2 separate regions of the Zea mays genome follow, and region 2 is linked to region 1. Evidence: chromatin contacts called from public Hi-C data. All regions are on one chromosome and are shown on one strand. The core of a region is the stretch at or near the end of the contact, and the rest is flanking DNA. Distances in the headings are between cores, read along the strand shown. Region 1 holds the start of LOC100382548. Region 2 overlaps LOC100279383 (exocyst subunit exo70 family protein D1).

Region 1 (7,031 bases), core at 1,585-4,084:
ACAAATCGATGTTAACTGAGTACTTTAGAGCAAATCAGTTGTTTGATTGGGCATCAAACTACTTATATAGGGAGTTCCCCGAGGTGGCAAGGTGGTGGCCAGGTGCAAAGAAATGGACAGCGCGTCAACAACGTATGCAAGTTGGAAGAATAGTCTCGGCACACCCAGCAGAGGGAGAACGTTATTATCTAAGGGTGCTACTTAATCACGTGAGGGGTGCTACCTCATTTGAAAGTCTAAGGACATACGACGGTAATGTATATCCAACTTTTCGTGAAGCTACCGAAAAAAGGGGTCTTATTGAGGCAGACAACAACATCGATGAGTGCTTAACTGAGGCGTCAGGATTTCATATGCCACCTTCTCTTAGAAGGCTATTTGCGACGATCCTGGTTTTCTGTGAGCCTACTGATGTGGTTGGTCTGTGGAACAAACATTTGGAGGCAATGTCTGATGACTTCTGTCGAACCCATAGTAACTCAAATGTGGTCGAGCAGTTAGTGTTGTTGGATATTAGAGATATGCTTCAAACAATGGGTAAGGACATCAGGTTATTCCCTCTACCTGCAATAAAGGACGAGCACGACAATATGGCAGATGTTGTTAGAGAGATATTTGAAGAGATGAATATTCCAGAAGACCCTGAGGCTGAATTTGTGGTTTCATCTCTCAACCATGAGCAGAGACACGCTTACGACGTGATATTATCATCGGTGGAGAATATTAGTGGAGGTGTCTTCTTTGTGGATGGTCCAGGAGGAACAGGCAAGACATTTCTGTACAAAGCTTTGCTGGCAACTGTTCGGCGCTCTGGAAAGATAGCTACTGCTACTGCGACGTCAGGAGTAGCGGCATCTATTATGCCTGGTGGTAGGACCGCACATTCAAGATTGTGGAACTCAAGATTAAACACAAAGAAAGGACATCAAGAGACTAACCATCTTGCAGATGAAGATGGAGGAAGTTCATGTGATGTTGAGATAATCAAGACTCCTTGTGAGTTACCTATATCGTTAAATGCATCATCCCAGGTTCAACCATTTATATCGTCATGTGCTCTGCCCGCTACATTAACATCAACAAACACACAAGAACTGATGAGTGCATTATGCACATACATCATGGAGATAGACGACGCCGAATATTTGGAGTAAGTTAATGTTTTTTATAGATATGATAAATATTCAACATCTATGATCTTTCTTTAACTATGAAAACAAATATTTATTTAATAGGAAACATTGGATTCAGAGCACCAAGCCTTATCCAATTTCTTTAAGTCTTCAACAGCTTAAAAATATATTGGATGTAAATAAACCGATGGATAAGGATTGCTTCAACATAGCTGTTCGGATGATCGCATGCAGTGATGCCTTGTTCTTGTTGGAAAACAAATACCACTACATGGATCTACAGTTCTGTGTATGTTGATTAGTGATTAAACTGTTTTCATATAAATATGATCATTATATTACTATATTTTACTAACATGGTAATAAACAGTCCATAACTAATTATGGTCAAGACCCTCGCCTTCGTGCAAAGCTAGATACCAATGTATTGGCGAATTTATTTGAATGTTGGCCTGACATGGAGTATACTATTTCAGATTGCAGCCAAGTAAGCTATTACTCCTTTATATTTTTTGTAATCTTTAATTTTGTTCTCTTAAGATGTTTGTTTAACTTGCAGATTCTATTGCCCTTTTGTTTCTTGGGTCACTTCAGTTTATATGTATTTAACATGAACACCAGAAGCATCTATATAATGGACTCCATGCCTCTACCATCATGGTTTAAGGGTAACGATCCAAGCATGCATTATATTCACAAAATACATAATATTGCCAATAATATGAATGTTGCCATGAAATTGGCTAATCCTACATGGAAAGACGATATTTATATGTGGCGTCGTATAGTACCATCATGGGTTCCAAAAACATTAAACTGGTAATTTCTTATACCTTGAAGACAACTAAATAATTTTGGCTATATATACACGTAAGAACGAGTTATTTTAATTTGTAGGGATTTATCAGGCTTTCTTGTTATCAACTTTATGCACTCGTGGAATGGTAAAAGGTTACCCTGCATTTCCACTGTGAGTAACTGTGTAGTTCTAATTCTTGGTCAATATCATTTTTTATAACTAATTGTCTTTACTGAATTTAATGTTGTCTTATATCGAATGTACAGACTTCAAGTGTACTGAGGACCAAATTCTTGGTAGAGTTGATGAAGTACCAGGACAATGAATGTAATGACAATATTCCAGAAGAAATACAAAAGATTATTAAGCGCATCAGTGTTTAGTTGGCTTTAGATATATGTGATTTTATTTGTAAATACTCGAGTTTATGATAAAAACAAAGATTTAGAATTTTTCTCACTTGTTATTCCTGTCCTTTTAGTATGAATTTTAATGTATATTCACGTTTGATTGTAAATTGATTTGTATATTTTATAAGATTGTGGTCCATAATATGTTACTTGTTTTTATGTAATCATTGTGCATGAATAATTTGTGTGCCGTCGCAACGCACGGGCACTTGACTAGTATATATATATATGTGTACAATTCATATTCAATATTATAAACACCTAAGCATGATGTTCTACTAGTTAGATAGCTTCACCCAGTGTCTTCCACCCTTCTTACATTATGGTGTGGGTTTAAACCCCTACTTCTGTACCGCTTTTTAATATTTTACGCTGAGTTGATTTAGAAGAAATGTAGTGACTTTTTAATAAAAATGATATAGAGTAGAGAAATAGCTCTCTGCTTGAATTTTAACACCAAATCGAGTTGACCGGCGGAAGAAAGAGTTGGCCTCCACCGTCAAGTCACCAACCACCCAGAGACTCACCAGTCACCACCCCAGGCCAGCCGCCACGTTTAGCCGGGCTAAACAAACACGGGCGCACAATCGGAACTCGCTGCACTGCTTGGAATCCAACGAGCCAATCATTCAAATCCTCCCCGGAACCGCGTTGAGCAGGGCACGGTCGATTGGATCTAGGGTGAGGGTCCGTCGCCGAAGAAACTCGCAGGCGGTCACGAGGAGGCGGCGGGGGAGGGCGGGGGAGATGGCCTCGGAGGAGATGACGGCGACGGAGGTGGCTGCGCTGCTGGACTTGAAGCCGCACCCGGAGGGCGGCTTCTACACCGAGACCTTCCGCGACGGCTCCATCACGCTCACCACGTCCCAGCTCCCGCCCCACTGTACGTATATGCGCGATTCGCCCTTATGACCGTATCGTTTGATTACTGCGCAGGGAAGTGTTGGTTGTACTTTAATTTCTCGACGCATGAGTTATTATTGCACAGGCTAGTGTGCGACCCGATCGGATTGAGATGAGATATCTCTCGTCTTCGGCTTGCGCTCGCGTATTTGATACTACTATTTGACCGTGTTTTGACTAATTAATGCGGTTCTTCAAACTAGGAATTCCTGGTAGATAAGTCTGTTAATATGTGCGAAATTTGTGTGTGAAGGCAAATCAGTTTGGTTTATTTTTCTAGAAAAGAGGCTCCCATGCCTAATTCAGTTGAACAAAACAGTAAGTTCGCGTCTAGTGTCGCTCTCAAGAGGTAAAACTGGCACTGTGGCACACTAATAGCCAACAGGTTTAGTCCTGCAAGAACCGAAGCATACTTGTAAAGCGACCCTATCAGACTGATGTGCCTTCTCTGCGCGTGTAGCTCCCCTTGTTCTACTGCCTTTCCTACAGCTGAGACCGGGTCTGATATTTCCAGTTGTGCTCTTGCTTTGTCGTCCACACCAAAAACTATACCATGCACTCGAGGACAATCCTGTTCCCTGCATCTTCTCAGTCTTCGTATCATTCATGTAATCTTCATCAGCAGATGACAAGGTTATTAAGGCGTTAAGGCGAGACATGGCGACCCACCCTCTTCCAAACGCCTAGGCGAGTTAGGTGTGCGGCGAGGCGACGCCATACGAGCATCGCCTAGGCGAGGATATGTAAAAAAAAACCTAACAATCTAACACTTGCAATAGCAAAAAAATTGGTAAGGTTAGAGAATACAAGCCTTTTTGTTGTCCATCCTTGGTATGTACTATGCACTTCTCTTTTCCTATTTGTTGTTCTTGTAGCATCCATGATCCATCTCTCTTGCAATTAAGATGTAGCTTGTCATCAATGTGTAATGAAGATAAATTTGTTTTGCTATGTAAATATGGTTATCTTATCGAAGATCCAACCTCTCTTCTTTTCTTTCAAGCTGCAACTGCAAGCTACATTAACATATGAATATTTACATAGACACAACCATAAAGCATAGCACACAAGCACTGCCTGACTTTAGTTGTATAGAGCAGTGGGCACTCGAGTCAAGAGGTGGTACCTGTCGGGTTGTCACTGTGAGTTGAAGCCGGCGTGGAGGGACCGAGGGAGGGAGGTGGAAGAAGCGTAGGCCAGGAAGGAGCGCTACCGCAGGGGGAAGAAGAAGCTCAGATCGGCGGGCGGAGATCAGAGATGCAGATGCAGGCCGACCGGCGGAGCTCGGAGATGCAGTGCAGGCTGACGGGCGGTGCTCGAAGATGCGCTCAGCTCGGCCGGCGTGCGGCGCTAGAAGATGCAGTGCAGGCCGGTGGGTGGCGCTCGAAGATGCGCTCAGCTCGCGCGCGCTCGCACTCAGCTCCTTCCCGCACGCTCGTGCTCACCCCTTCCCCGCGCGGTATTTTATTTCCCGCTCGTATGCCGCTTCTGCTCAGCTCTTTCCCGCTCGTCTGCCGCTTCCGCGCGCGCGTAGACACGGCGTCCGCCTTGCTCGACCAGACGCCATGGCTACGCCTTCCCAGCTGCGGCGACGCCAGACGAGCAGAGGGTGCAGCAGCCACGACGCCGCAGTCTGCACAGCGCCGCGACGCCAAGGCGACGACTAGGCGACCTTGGTAGATGAGTGGGATATGGGAAAAGGATAAACCAAGGCAAGCCTTCCCCTTTCGAACCCGCGATCTAACAACTCAGTGAGATAGCTATCACCATTATTTCAGGCATGTCCTTCTAGCACTTTTCCTTCATTGTTCCCAATAATATCGTAAAAAAAGTTGGAACTGGATTGGAACGTCAAGTTCTAGATTTGAGGTTTTCCGTTATAGCCGAATAAGAAAGTACACGCTATTTCTTAGTTTCCATATTCTCTAGAGTTGCTGCACAAAACCTGTTCAAAATAGCATTTTGTTGATTACTAACCAGTGGCAGATGCAGGGCGAGAATTCACAGGGGGGCCAAAAAATTGTATGATAAAATTAAGAAAGCCCGTAAAAAACTAGTTATACGTAGAATTCAAGTTTCATATCAATATACGATACAAGTTCAAAGAAGAAAACTGTATGAAGAAAAAGAAGCAAGCTTAATTTTTTGTTAACCAAATCAAAACTATATGTACCCTTGTCGAATGTCGATCTGTAGATCTTCTCGAAGGGTGGGGCCATCAGGAAGGAGGCGGGGTCAGGCTCAGGCGACCTCTCCGACAGAGAGTCAACGCTCGCTGGTTTGCTAAGCTCATCGTCTGTCGGCGATGTGTCGCATCTTCATGACGAGCGAGATCAGGCTTGCTGGACGGGCTGGCGTTGCAACAAGGACGAGCAGGGTGGAGGCGTCAAGAAGGGGTCAGGGTTGGACAACAACACACATCGGGAAGGTGACAACGACGGGCAGCGTCGGGAACAGGGTATCGGGGCAAATTAGTTTGGGTGACGTTGAGAAGAATGAGATTGAACATTCGAACTGATAGATGCAAGAACTGGATCAAGAAAGAGAACGAGTGGACCGATCCGACTAAGGTCTAGCACAGAACTGGTTTGGTCTACCTAAAACTTTTATTTTTTTATATACTTAACAGTAAATGAACATGGGGTATATGAGGTACTAAAAATTGAGGGGGGCCACGGCCCCCTTTGCCCCCCATGTGGATCCGCCCCTGTTACTAACCTACCGCCTTGCCACTGATTCAAAGTTATCTTCTGCCTGTTTACCACTTATCAACATAACCTTATAAACTAATATTTGATCAGTTTACTCATTTAACTATTTCAGTTGGTCTAATTGATTTCTTGACAAGATTTACCTTTTTTCCTATTATGGTCAACTTTATTTAAATTTTAAAATTTTGCGAGGTGATAGTTGATACTAAATTATGTTAAATAATATGCCATAAGTTTATATCATTATTTGACAAGTTAGGCCATCTAATATTAAACTGACATTAGAATACATAATTATATGTAACATAATATAAAATATCCAAAATATATATATTTTTAAATAGTATATTACCTCAGAAAAAGTAAAATAAAAATATCAATTTGTACATGGAGAAATTAAATAGTATATGATGGTTGTCGGTGTTTTGGGTCCGACCGCACACCCGGGGTTGCCCCTCAAGGTGTTTTTTAGGAGTAGGACGATGTCGCCGACTGTAGCTCGATGGTTCGTGCAGAGCGCACGAGAAACTGTGAACAATGATGTACAGGTTCGGGCTGCTTAGAGATGCGTAACACCCTACGTCCTGGCGGGAATGTTTTATATGGCGGATTACAAGGGAACTCTCTAGTATAAGGAACGTAGAGAGTTGAGGTGGATGGCTGAGTAGTCAGATTGATCCTCTGAAGGGGTGCCCCCTAGGCCTTATATATTCGACCGTGGGGCTTTACATGCGGATATGATAATAGTATGCGCCTAAATGATAGTGAACCAATTGAGCCTATCTCCCTATAGTTCCGCCGACCCATCCTCGCGTGGTTCCGTCGCACAGGGTTCCAGTGCGAGAAGATCGGGTCACTGTCGTGCTTACTTGCTCGAAGTCATTGGGCCGTCTGGGCTCGCACTGATCCGGCCTTACGTCAATCTGCTTCACTGGTCGTTCCTTCCCAGGCCCACGAAGGGATGACCTTACGATTTATTGGGCCTTTGGGCCTTTCGTGAGGTCTTTTATCCTTCCAGTGGACCCGGGGGATATCTGTCCCCCACAAGCCCCCGATCTTTGGGTTGATTTTGAAA
Region 2 (7,193 bases), core at 2,675-5,174, 65 kb before region 1:
ATTCGCCAGATCTCTGGAGCATGATCGGTGATAATTACTTGAAACGGCTTACTACCAAGTTCACAATGGCGGCCACAAACTACCAGCGCACCTCATGGTTGAAGATCTTGAATTGTTTGCGTGATGAGGGGCTCCATGTAAGTGGTGGCTTTTCGTCGGGGATATCCAAGTCGGCACTGCGGGAGCGGTTCAAGTCCTTCAATGCTGCATTTGAGGATGCGCATAGGGTGCAGTCAGGGTGGTGTGTGCCAGACAACCAGCTGAGGGAGGAGCTCAGGATCTCAATTGCTGAGAAGCTGCTGCCAGCATACCGGTCATTCCTTGGCAGATTTCGACATCATATAGAGAACGGGAAGCATCCAGAGCTCTACATTAAGTTCTCCGTTGAGGACCTTGAGATAGCTGTGAGCGATTTCTTTGAAGGTGTTCCTCCTTCCCCACATAACAGGAGGAAATCACATGGATGAGGGACTTTTACCTCAGGTATTCAACTGGCTGATGTTGCTATTTATTCTTTTATTCTTCACAAAGAAGCTGGTTCTGGTATTTGGGCTCGATTTCTTCTGTCCTGATAGATGTGAGTATAAATTTGGTGGTCTTCAATCAGAGATGGCAAATATGAATACATTTTGGGATCTTTCTGAAGCTGTCAATCGGCCCAGTGATCCCTACTCTGTAAGAGAAGGTGTTCATTTGGTACACTATAATTATATAAATTTTGCAAGTAGCATGTCCATATAGAAAATTCTTTCAGCAACGTTGGATAGTTGGAACCCATGGCATTTTTGCCCCTGTTTTGCACCAGCTTCTGTTACCCTTTTCATTGTTAACAATTATCAAATGGGTCTACGCTTTGTGGATTAGATGTAAAAAGATTTCTACGACTCTCATGTACCACATATTTTTGTAATATGATAATATCACGCTGTTGCAAATTCAAAAGAAAACTTCAAGTCTTCTCCATGGCACAGTTCTATTCAGTTGTCAAAACTAATATAAAGATGAACCGTTAAAGTGGCATTGTTGATTCCTCCATAAGATTTACACTTTGTTGCTATTTTAGTATATCATTAAGTTAGAAAATAGATGCTATTTGGCAGGAATGTTTCAAATTTTTTATTGTGCAATTATTTTCCCTGCACACACCACTTTGGGATGCTGTCCTTTTGAAAGACCTCTTTTACTAGTTGAGTTCGTGGTCCCTGACCCTGAAAGTTGATACTAGAAATAACATACTGAGAAAAAGGTACAAAAGAGAGGTCTTCTATGTCCAGATCATTTTGTTTTGCCCTTTTTTTCTTTTTGGATGGACCATGGATGTCAAAGCTGTGCTTATTTATGAGGAAAAAAACAGATGGAACTATTAAGGAAATAATAAGAAGAACAAGTCTGAAATGCCATGCTTTCCATTGTTCTTGTTTGAAAAACACATATACTTGTTCCCAAGAATAAAAACCACATTGTAAATTACTCTATTGCACTCTCCATTTCCTTCTACAGTTATGCGATAAATAACATGTCATGAATCCGTATTAGCTTTTTATGTGTTGTTATCAGGCACAAGAAATTACTCTATTGCACTCTCCATTGACGTACCAATGCGTGTAACTGGAAACAGCCTGTCCATATTGCTGTATATATTATGTTCTGGAATCACATGATCCAGCATTGCCTATGACTATGATGTAATTTATAAAAGTATACTATGGAATCAGAGATCATGTGTTATGCGCCATACGTGTAACCTTGCGGGGACTGATGAAATTTGAAGCCCTACCAGCTGATTGCCTTTTTGAGCTATAATGTTCGTGATCTTTTCAAGAATGCAATTATGTATGCTGAAAGATTTGTCATCGTATACTTTGATACGAACAGGCCATCATATTCATATGTACAGGCGACATGTATCGTTTGGCATACGTATATGGAATTTTTTTATATCTATAATCTCAGTATCTAGTTGTCTCCCTGGCCAACAACCCTTCCAGTTGCATTATTATTACAGAGCTAGGACTTGAGGTTTCTATTCAGTATTGCTGTAGAGTTACAACTACTTGGTATCTGCATTATTTCTTCCCTCCTTTTTTCCTTTTTACCTTGCAAGTAACATAGGCACATGTCTGTTTTATTGGACGAAAAAAGGGCGCAAGTACGTCTTTGCTAATTAGATATTCCTTCGTGTAGAGGAAAAGAACATTGTTTTTTTTTGTTTGTTCTGAAATAAAAGAGTGTTTGAATACATGTGTAATCGTTTTGGGCTGATGTACATGCCATAGGAGTAATGCGTTGTGAGTACTTCTCACTTCACAGAAGAGTCAGTATGATACTGACTTTCTACAGCGTCAGCAGTTTGATCTGCCATCGGATATGGCTCATGAGTACATAGTCTATCGTCTTTTATTAGTTTTACCTTTCCTCTGTTTTTTTAGAAGAGTTTGAACATTACATGTCACTCTTAATGTGTTAACATGAGGCGGTGAACAGTTCCGTGCTTGCTTGTTTAATTCTTCGTTGTTTCTTCTCGTCATTGTAGACTCCGCATAATTACATAGGCCCATTTGAATAAACTGATCAAGCTTAACCACCGAATAAATCGCTGGTAATGGGGATATTCTCTGAAAATAAAATACTGGCATATTGAACAAACAGAGGACGTTCCGGAGCTACAATCATCAATCATGATCATGTGGTGCTCGTTGCCGTGCTGCTTTGCTTGCTCTGCTCAATGATTGTTGGGTTTCTGCCGAACTAACTAATCTATGATGCCCGTGTGAATGAGAGAAAAATGGATGGGTTTTGCTTGGCTTTTCGTGGCCCTTTTCTCTAACCCCGTCGAGCCTTCAAAAGTTGGACTCGACGAGGAATAACGAATGATTCAGACCGGTGTTAGGTCCCAACTCCTTGAGGCCTTGTTCGTTGTATAAATATTGAATTCTATTCTATTTAAATAAATTTAACTATTAGGGGTGTTGGAACTTGCTGACACTTGGTCGAGCAAATCCAAACAGTTGGAGAACATGGATGATTTGATGATTGTCAACGCGGTGTATTAGAGCAACAGTGTTTTTTCAGCCTCTCGTATTATGGTACAGTACGGGGATATTTATAGGTAACCAGAAACAGGGGGCGGTCTCACCTTGGTAAATACAATGATGCCCCTGGTTATCTACGTTATCCCTAAATATTCCCCTCCAAAGGATTACTGTAGGTCATTACAGTGTGATTAGGTACACCACAGATGAATACACCATTAACTCTACCTACACTATAGCTTACAAGTGGGACCAGGCGGCCCAAGACGGTTTTACACGGGCCCGCTTTGACAACAAAGCGCGGATAGCGATAGTGGACCCCGTGTTCCGTGCGCCGAGTCTTCGGAAGTCACTTGAGGCCTTCGCCATTCCTGGCCGCGCCGGGAACCGGCAGAGCCTTCGCCTTACTTGAACGCTCCCTCCATCTTAGGGCTTTCGCTTCTCTATAATGATTTATTCCTATTGTTATAAATGACCTGAGCGAGGGGTGGTCCGCCTTCGCCCAACAAGGGGTCCAATCTTCTTTAGATCTTATTCAGTTACATGAAGATCGGAGATAATTGAAGGAAATTAAATCTCTTTCTATTCAATTTTAAACAATAAGCCTTGTTTATGTGCATAAGTATCAGGTGTCAACTGCTATGCAAGCGTGCAATCTTATTTACAAGCGTGCAAGCGGTCGTTCTTGTGCCTTCGATGGTCATCAATGTTAAATTGTTTCTTTAGCACAAAGGCCCCTTCCACCATCGATGGTTGTTTCTCTATTAACCCCTTGCCCCTTTCTAATCTCATTTCTCCTTTTGCCCATCGCTTTCCTCATCGGTGACCTCCAAATCGTTGTCGCTCCCGGATGGGTCACGCCCTCCCCAACACGGCACCTCGCCGTTGCTCCTGGCCGGGCCGCGACCTCCCCAACTCGCCGCTGCTCCCAGCCTCCCGCTCCCACCTGCAGTAGTCTGTATGCATGAGATGTTCCGATGCTTGCCTTATGACAGTTAAAAGAGCATTGTTTCGGCCTTCTCACTAACACGACGGTTTGAACGCAGCAAATGACGTTTGCTGGGTGTCACAAAGGCATGGTTGTGCCCCTCATATAGTGCTGCAATTTCATACTTGCCTTCACTAGTACGTTTGACATATATATAAGCTTGACATCCACATCTAGTCTCTAATTCTACACATCTCATCAGCAGGATCATTGGGTTTAGTTTTCTTAACATAATATCCTTCTCTTGCACACAAAAACCGTTTCCACTGAACCACTCAATTGTCATCATACCTTTGTTGCTCGTTACGAATAGAGAAACCAATATTATGTGCATATTCCTTGTAAATGTCCTGCACAACATCCACATCATCAAATAGCATCCCTATCTGAAAAATGCATAATATTAGGATGACAAGTTGTCCCCAATTTGTCAATGTACGAATCAATATACAAAAATATATCACCTTAAGAATAATTCTATTTTTTCTTCTTCGGTGTTGTAAATGCATCACTCTTAATAGTTCCTTGTAAATATATCACCAGACAAATGTCTACTCAATTTCCTGATGTGCCACCTTGCCAAAACAAATCCACTAACATGCCTTTTTGTTTTATAAAATAAAATAAAATAAAAAATCCCAAACTACTACACTAAATTTGGCATATATCCAACATAACCTTATAAACTAATATTTGACCAGTTTACCCCTGGTAACTATTTCAGTTGGTTTAATTGATTTATTAACAAGATTTACTTTTTCCATGTATGTTCAACTTTATTTAAATTTTAAAATTTTGTGCCATATATTTATACCATTATTTTGAAAATTTAGGCCATCTAATATTAAATTAACATTGGAATACAAAATTATATGCAACTTAAGATAAAAAATCCTTTTCTAAAAATATTATATGGTCTCTCCTATTACCTCAGAAAAATATAAATATAAATTTCAATTTGTACATGGAGAAATTTAAAAGACTCGCTAAAATAATATCTACTCCTTTAAAGCAGAATTTCGTACGCCACACACGAAGCACGTAGAGTATATGTGTTTTTCTCCCGCACGTCTTGTTTAACAATCAAGTCGTTACCTTCCAGGTAGGCCATGAGAAAACACCCAAGCAATAACATGATATAAAGCCATGTGCAACGTAACACTCCTAAATAGTAGCACCTATGCAAGCAGACGCGGCCGACGAGGAAGGACCAACGGCGAGGTCGAGCGACAATAGAGGTCTAATCGACGATGGAGGTCCAATAGAGAGTCGTGCAACGGTAGATGCCGGATAGCGGGGGCACGATGCCAGCAGCAGATGGCGAGGTTGTGTGGGCGACAGTAGATTATGTTTCTCGGGACCCCAAAAAATCTCCTTTTGTAGCTACAGATGAGAGAGTTTCAAGAGCTATGAAAAAGCTGGGAGTCCTTTAGGGGAAATGTTTGAGACACTTTTTTTTGTTTTCCCCAAAAAACATGATTTAGGGAGGCTTTTGATAAGCTCTTAGCGATGTTTTGTAACCAAACGGAGCCATAGAGCAACTACAAAAGTTCTCTAAAAAAGCTTCCTAAACTCATGTTTAGGAAGTTGCTAAAGCTATTGAGAGTAAAAATAGCTCGGCCTCCAAAAGTTCGCAATATTTAGAAAGTAGTTTGATTTTGAATCTAGTTTTCGAAAGCCTGCTTGAAAATAGCCTTTGGTTGTACTAGGACCTGTGGATGTCACCTAAACGGGGTGAATAGGCGAATGTAAAAATTCAAACTCTAAAGAACTTTCTTACTCTACATGAAGCATTGATTGCAGCGGAATAAAACTAAGTCGAGTAGATCACAGTGAAATAGAGTCCTTGTCTCAAAAGATCCTGCACATCACAAATAGTTTATACCAAAGATAAGTAGAGAAGTGCAAATAAGAAAGTAAAGCAAGAGACAAGAGACAACGATTTTTCTCGTGGTTCGGCTAAGCCTAAAATATTTGCCTACATCCACGTTGGAGTTAGCCAACCTAACTTGGAGTCTAGTTACAGTTGTTTGCTCACTTCTTGATTGCTCCAGGAATGTGCTTCTCTTGATGGAGCTTGGTGCACGCTACAGTTTCTCCCTTCTCAAGCTTCTTCAGCGTACGTCCATTGATATCCTAAGTAGGTCGAGCATGACACTTTCTCCGTAGTTTTTTCACAATCATTCTAAGCTTTTCGACTTCTCCCATTAGCTTCTGTCAGTGGTGGATCCAGGATGAAATCTAAGAGGGGCTGCTAGCCTACTAAGATAAGGCTAAAAAATTTAGACAAAACTAAGTGATCTAACTAATATAGACCAAGTAAGTCAGTACGACTTAAAACATACTGCTTATGATTTGGGTTAGTGAAAGGGAAATGACCTTAAACCATTTCTTATATTGATTTTGGTGCTTAATGACCATCACAATCTTATGGGCTAACTAGTCTGCTAGAATTTGATTCACGGGTTCATAAGTTCAACAATTTAAGTTTCTAAGTCATAACCAGCTCAGATTCATCAACATAGGGGTAAAACACTGAATATGTGGCAGAACCGTCCAGATTATTCCAACTTAAGTGTTCAAGCATCGCCCAGAAGGCAACTATACACTTAAATCGGAATAAACTTTCAGTCCGTCAGATCAAGTCCGATTAACCACTTGACAAGGATTGAGTACCATTTTCTCACACAAAGGTGAGACACAAAGATTAACAATAAAGCATGAAACGACAAATTAAAAGTAATTGAATATTACATCATTCAGAGTTTTGATAAAAAGGAAATATTGTTCTCAACTTTGCAGCACATAATAATTAATGTCGATAAGTAGGGAGTAGGGCAAGGCCTGGCCCACTACTACTCTTGGTCCTCTCCTGCCGATGCGGCATCCCACTCAACCGTCCAACCCGGTGGCAGGGTGGCTGGTCAAGTCACAGCATCAACCATGTCTTGCAACAAACCTTTAAAAATTCTGCCACAAGCAAGACTGAGTATACTAATACCAACTAGACTTATTCTGTGTGAGGAGCCTACTCCTCTACCTTTAGACCATACAGTTGTTTGGTTGAGGGATTTGGTTTGCCAAAAAGCACTAGCTGAGTCTAAATTAAATTTTAGCTTTTCAAGTTCTATAGTATTTATTTGCTAAGTTTGCTTCCTTCTAAGCATACATGG

What was found. A called contact is a pair of places that touch in the nucleus more often than the background predicts.
Region 2: a contact with region 1 is called in a Hi-C map of leaf, with 2.4 times the contacts expected there. The contact joins the enhancer-like site here to the promoter of LOC100382548 in region 1. A contact is called at or near these places in 3 of 25 Hi-C or Micro-C datasets (all in leaf).

Annotation. Positions count from the first base shown.
Region 1 is chr1:213,307,482-213,314,512 of Zm-B73-REFERENCE-NAM-5.0, reverse strand. LOC100382548 reads left to right here and starts at 2,834. Exons shown (of 3, transcript NM_001175282.2): 1 at 2,834-3,225. The coding sequence starts at 3,090. LOC111589969 reads left to right here and starts at 958. Exons shown (of 5, transcript XM_023300895.1): 1 at 958-1,150; 2 at 1,236-1,620; 3 at 1,693-1,952; 4 at 2,031-2,103; 5 at 2,199-2,315. The coding sequence starts at 1,591. The coding sequence ends at 2,315.
Region 2 is chr1:213,373,747-213,380,939 of Zm-B73-REFERENCE-NAM-5.0, reverse strand. LOC100279383 (exocyst subunit exo70 family protein D1) reads left to right here. Exons shown (of 1, transcript NM_001152397.1): 1 at 1-722. The coding sequence ends at 467. Among protein-coding and RNA genes, the nearest start is that of LOC100279383, 5.3 kb to the left of the region's middle. Within about 2 kb of position 3,924, at least 9 of the 20 cell types and tissues checked have an H3K27ac peak or open chromatin away from gene starts, as enhancers often do. A contact at or near this core is called in leaf, where this site is marked.